2 separate regions of the Mus musculus genome follow, and region 2 is linked to region 1. The links are chromatin contacts, called in public Hi-C maps. All regions are on one chromosome and are shown on one strand. Each heading gives the region's core, a stretch centred on a gene start, on an enhancer-like site or on the middle of the called end of the contact. The rest is flanking DNA. Distances are from core to core; before and after follow the strand shown. Region 1 holds the start of 4930577N17Rik (RIKEN cDNA 4930577N17 gene). Region 2 holds the start of Tsc22d2 (TSC22 domain family, member 2).

Evidence for each region. A called contact is a pair of places that touch in the nucleus more often than the background predicts.
Region 2: a Hi-C map of CD4 T cells shows a contact between it and region 1, with 6 times the contacts expected there. The contact joins the promoter of Tsc22d2 here to the promoter of 4930577N17Rik in region 1. A contact is called at or near these places in 1 of 39 promoter capture datasets (cranial neural crest) and 1 of 484 Hi-C or Micro-C datasets (CD4 T cells).

The regions. Positions count from the first base shown.
Region 1 is chr3:51,275,344-51,278,043 of GRCm38.p6, forward strand. It overlaps 4930577N17Rik (RIKEN cDNA 4930577N17 gene), which reads left to right and starts at 1,418. Exons shown (of 1, transcript NR_073429.1): 1 at 1,418-2,700. All of the region lies in intron 4 of Elf2 (E74-like factor 2), which reads right to left.
Region 2 is chr3:58,413,413-58,416,112 of GRCm38.p6, forward strand. It overlaps Tsc22d2 (TSC22 domain family, member 2), which reads left to right and starts at 1,308. Exons shown (of 4, transcript NM_001081229.2): 1 at 1,308-2,700. The coding sequence starts at 2,277.

The DNA of each region.
Region 1 (2,700 bases), core at 168-2,667:
TGGAGTTACAGGTGGTTGTGAATGTGGGTGCTGAGAACTGAACCCAAGACCTCTGCAAGAGCAACTCTGCAAGAGCAACAAGTGGTCTTAACCGAGGAGCATCTCTCCTGCCCCAAACAGTATCTCTTTAACTATACACACTCGACACTCAAAACACCACTAACCCAACATAAAACTGTACACTAATTCATACTGATCAATGGACTGACTTTAACAAGGACCCAAGTTCCATTATGTTCCTCTCCTTCAGTAAAAGTTCCTATTCAAAAAGGCATTTAAACGCTGCTCAATAAATTGTGATTTCCCTACTTTTGAAATGTGTAAAATATGCCTCAGCCAAAACACACTATTCAGCGTTATTGTTATATAGCACATGCAGTTCTATCAGTCCAGATTTTATTTATATTTAAAGTTCCGTTAAATTTAGAGATAAACATAATTTTTCCTCCAAACCGAACTGCTTTGTCCACCAAACTACCAATTTCAAGATCCCTAAAAACAATAGGTGCAAAAAGACTGTTCTGATCTTTTACAGCACTACCGTTTGGTTACAATTTCTCATCTTCCAATCCGACATCGATGGAGATGTGAAACAGAACCAGAGGAGGGACCGCATGCGCTTATAATTTCGGTAAGCAACAGTGTTCGAGCAGTGCCACATCGACCCGAGGCCCTCGCTGCGCTGTCTGCTAGCAAGTAAAGCTGCTTTTTCTATGTAACTTAAGTCCGTGCCCTTCCGCTGCAGCAGTGGCGCAGCACATCCCCCACCCCCGCGGCCACTTCCGTGTTTACACTCCTCTTCCCTCCAATTCCATGCGTACATTGTCAGCTTCACTCCCGCCCAATCTTCATTGGCCCGGCTCGGGCCCGTGGTCCCGCCCCCAGAAATCAACGTTCTTATTTGGAACAGCTCAGGGCGCAGATTGGAACCTCGGGCCTGTCAATCGCGCGCGTTCTGTCCTCTCCCAGGCGCTTCCGCTATGGTGGGAGGTTTGGGGGAGGGGAAAGGGGGCAATGCCGAGCCGAGACTTCCCCGGGGCCAGGACGCCCTCCCGCCCGCCCCGCTCCCCGCTTTCATCTTACTGTGGACCAAAATAAACGTCCCCCTCCGCTGTCCCGCAGCCCCGGGCCGGCTGCGCGGAATACACCCGGTGTCCTTCCCGTCCACCCTCAGTCACCCGCCCCACGAGGGAAGGAAGGGCAGCAGCCCGGTTCCCCCACGGCCGCCGTTAGCCGCGGCGGGGAGGTGCCGGGTCGGCGGCGTCCCACTCGGCACCGGGAAGTGGCCTCGGGACCGTTACTCGGGCGCCGCTCCGGGAGGGACGAGGCGGGAGGCCGGGCGGGCGCGTTTTGGCGGGTAGCGCCCGGGGGGGCCGCGGCGTCCATGCGGAAGTGGCGGCTATAGGAAGTGAGAGGCGAGGGCGGCGGGCGGCCAGCGCCCCCGGCCGCGGGCAGGGGCGGCCCTCTCGGCCGGACAGCGTGGCAGGCGGCGGGGACAACAGCTCCGCTCACTTCCTGGTTCCCCGGCAACTGGGGCGAAGCGCGCAACTCGCCCGCGCCGACTCCCCAACTTAGCCGCGGCTCCGCGCCCGGCCCCTGCCGCTGCCGCTGCTGCGCCGCCGCCGCCGCCGCTCTCCCCGGAGCGACAGCCCGGATCCGAGGCAGGTTACTCTCCAAGGTGATCACTTCCTGATTTGTCGCCTCCATTACTTCATTCACTCCCCCCTCTCCGCGGCCGCCCGGCTGCCGGAGACGGACACCGGACCCGGGGCGCTGACCGCCCCGGGGGACGCTCCCCGCCCGCCGGGCGCCCCCTCGCCCGCTGCACCGATGCACGGGAGAAAAGTTCCCCTGTGCTTACCGGCCCGGATGAGCAGATCCAGCTGGTTCGTGGGTCCCTCATGCAGAGACGTCGCCATGTTTATCCCGGGGCTGGAACTGCTGCTTCACATTGACTTACACCCTGAGCGGCGGCGACAGGGGAGAAGGCGGAACCCGCGGCCGGAGACACACGCCGTGCGGGCGGCACACACTCACGCACTCGCACACACTCCGACGCCCGGATCCTTGCGCGTCCTCCGACAGGAAGCGGCGGCCGGCCCGCCTCCCGCCGCCGGGCTCAGCAGCCCCACCACCTAACGGCAGGGGCGGCGGCGGCCCCGGCTGGCAACGCGATCCTTCCGCCCCGCGCCCAGACAGGAAGTCAGTCCCGGGCGCCGGCAGCCGGCGGCCGCACGGACACCTGAGGCTGGGGAGCCGCAGGCCGCCCTCGGGGACGCGGGCCTCGCCTCGGCAGGAAGAGGCGCGCTTCACGTTCTGCGGAAGCGAAGTCTGCAAATGTCCCCTCTGGAAAAGAGCCATGAATCAAATTTTTCTTCCTAGAAAAGACCTCATACCTAGTCCCGCAGCTGTACACGGAGGTGGCTTTTTAACTTGGGTTGGCCTTCCCGGCGCTTATGCAACATACAATCAGTTCAGTCGAAAGAACTGCACTTTAAAAAACTTGTACCTAGAAAATATTCTAGAAGCATCACTAAGGAAGTCAGGAGTCTCCAACTACTTCAAAAACTGACTTGGTCCTGTCTTCTCGACAGAAGTCAGAGTACACTAGACAGGTAATTAGTAAACAGAAAAGAGCCGCCCGGCAGCCTCGGGGAGACTGGAGTCGCTGGGTTTGCTGGTCATGAAATTCGTGTGCCC
Region 2 (2,700 bases), core at 58-2,557, 7.1 Mb after region 1:
GGTTTGAAGGACAGTTTCTATTGAGTTTAAAATATCTATCTCCATACATTACAGCTAAATACCTAGAAAGTGTTGTGTAAATTTTAATTTTCAATCCGTTTTTGGATCAAAGAGTTCTTTAAAGATTAGAGAACTGAGTAAACTACTTTAAACGAGTCAGCCTGATATGATCTCTAAAAGCTGCAACAAATCTGACATCTTAATTTCCAGCAAAACTTCTCAGATTTTAGCTAACTTAGAGTTGTTTTCATGTGTCAAGAGTTCAAGAGTGGTCGGTGTTTAAAATAACATCCTCACTCTCCCAATGTGGAGACACTTGCCAGCACTTGGGAGGCAGAGGCAGGAAGCTCACTACAAGTTCAAGGCCACTTTGGTTTAAGTAAGTAGCCTGGGCTACAAGAGGTCTCATAACAACAAGACTCGATTTTGATTGGGAAGTAGCTACAAGATGGAAAAATTCAGTGGCACTTTCAGAGCTGCTGTCTGACTTAGTAGTGGAAGAAAAAGGTATTCTCTTACTGTGCATGATCCAAAGCAAACCAAAGAACAACATGGCTCTAACAGGAGCCTTAGAACAATCAAAAGAGCTACACTTATTTAACACTGTAGGCTTTTCAACGTTGGAACCTATAAGCAGATTTCATGTTCAACGTCTCGAAAGTTTAAATGAACTCTTCCAGCCTTGAACCACAACAAGTGAAAATTTGGAATATGTTATTAACTCCTAATCTTTTTCGAAACCGACTTTACTTTGGGCAAGTAACCATCCCTGTCGCCGCCGCTTTTTATAGACAGAATTTCTGTCTGAAAGATCATCTTTCTAACTCAGTCTGGCTTGATGTTCTGTGTTAGTCACCCTCGTTTCTCTTAAATCTCACTTCTCCCACTATCCTAGTTAACATATATTTTCAGGACTTTTAACCCGGTTCGCTTTCTCCAGCTATGCACCTCTTCGGCAGCTGGATCGCCCTACTTTTTTCCCCTATCGCCCAGGTTCCTCTAAGACTATGCTAAACATTAGACCGAGCACATGACCTCCAGTCATCCAGGATCGCCACACGCCGGCCCTAAACCATGCGATGCCCCAGGCTTACAAATTAAAACCGTCTTCTGGCTTTTCCTCTCCTAGTGAACCTGCAGTGTGGAAATTTAAATTTAAAAATTTTTTAAATAAAAGAACCCGCTCCCTTTTCTCTACCCCCTTGGCCCCGCCCACGAACCCCCCTCAAGCCTCCACGCGAAGCCGCAGGAAACCGGAGGGGGCGGGGCGGTGACGTCACGACGCCGGCGCGTCACGGAACGGCGGCGGCTGCGGCGCTGGCGGTGGCTGCGGCAGCGGCGGCATTTTAGTCTGCGGCGGCAGCGGCTGCGGGGCTGCTGCTCCTCCCAGCATCCCTGGCGCGGCCATTTCAGCCCCATCTTGGCCGAGTGGAGGGAGCTGCAGCCGCTGCTTCAGCAGTTTGAATTTCTGTTTTGTTTTGTTTTGTTTTTTCCCTCCGGAGTCTCCGAGCCGGCCGCGCCGCGGAGAAGCGGAAGGCGCCGCCACCGGTTCCCCTCACGCCGCCGAGCACCTCCGCTCGCTTGCCGTTCCTTCAGCCGCCGCCGCCGCCCCTCACGCGCCTCAGAGCCGCGAGGAGGCCGGGCCCGCCGCCGCCGCGGGTGGCTCCCTGAGGGAGGCCAGACTGCCGGCCTTCCCCGCCCCCGAGCGGGCTTCCGCCGCCACCGCCGGCATGGCCCCCGGACTGCGCTCGGGCTAGAGCCCGGGACGGAGGGCTGCCTCCCGCCGCGGACCTCCAGCCCCGTCCGTCAGGAAGCGCCGGTCCCGGCCTCGCCGCTCCGCCTTCTTCCTCCGCGTCGCCGCGCGGGAGCAGCCGCGGGACCCGGCCAGGAGAGCCCGAGCGGGGCAGAACCGCCCCTCACGCCGCCGCCGCCGCCTCCTGCGCCCTGCGCTCCACCCCCAGCCGGGCCTGCTGACCGCGCCGAGCGCCGGGCTGGACTGACCGCGGAGGCTGAGCTGTTGGAGCAGCCGGCCCGCCCCTGGACCACGCTCGGGCCGTCGCTGAGGAGTTGAATTGAGGCACCCCTGCCGCGGGAGGTGAGGAGGGAGGAGGAGGATGTCGCGCCGAGACGCCGGCGCCCAGAGCAGCCCGTGACTTGGCGGCGTGGGCCGTAGACCCAGGCGCGAACTCGGACTTTGTCTTTGGGGGCCCGTGCTCGGCCCTTCTCGGTTTCCGGTGGGGTCCCAGAGGAGCCTCTGCCCTCCAGCCTCTTCCACCATGTCCAAGATGCCGGCCAAGAAGAAGAGCTGCTTCCAGATCACCAGTGTCACCACGGCTCAGGTGGCCACCAGCATCACCGAGGACACCGAGAGCCTGGACGACCCGGACGAGTCGCGCACGGAGGACGTGTCCTCCGAGATCTTCGACGTTTCCCGGGCCACGGATTACGGCCCGGAGGAGGTGTGCGAGCGTAGCTCCTCGGAAGAGACGCTCAACAATGTCGGGGATGCGGAAACTCCCGGGACCGTGTCCCCGAACCTCATCCTGGATGGGCAGCTGGCAGCCGCTTCAGCTGCGCCCGCCAACGGAGGCGGCGGTGGCGTGTCGGCCCGGAGCGTGGCGGGGGCACTCGCCCAGACCCTGGCGGCGGCCGCCGCTTCGGTGTCCACTCCTGGGCCGAGTAGTGCAACTCCATCTCAGC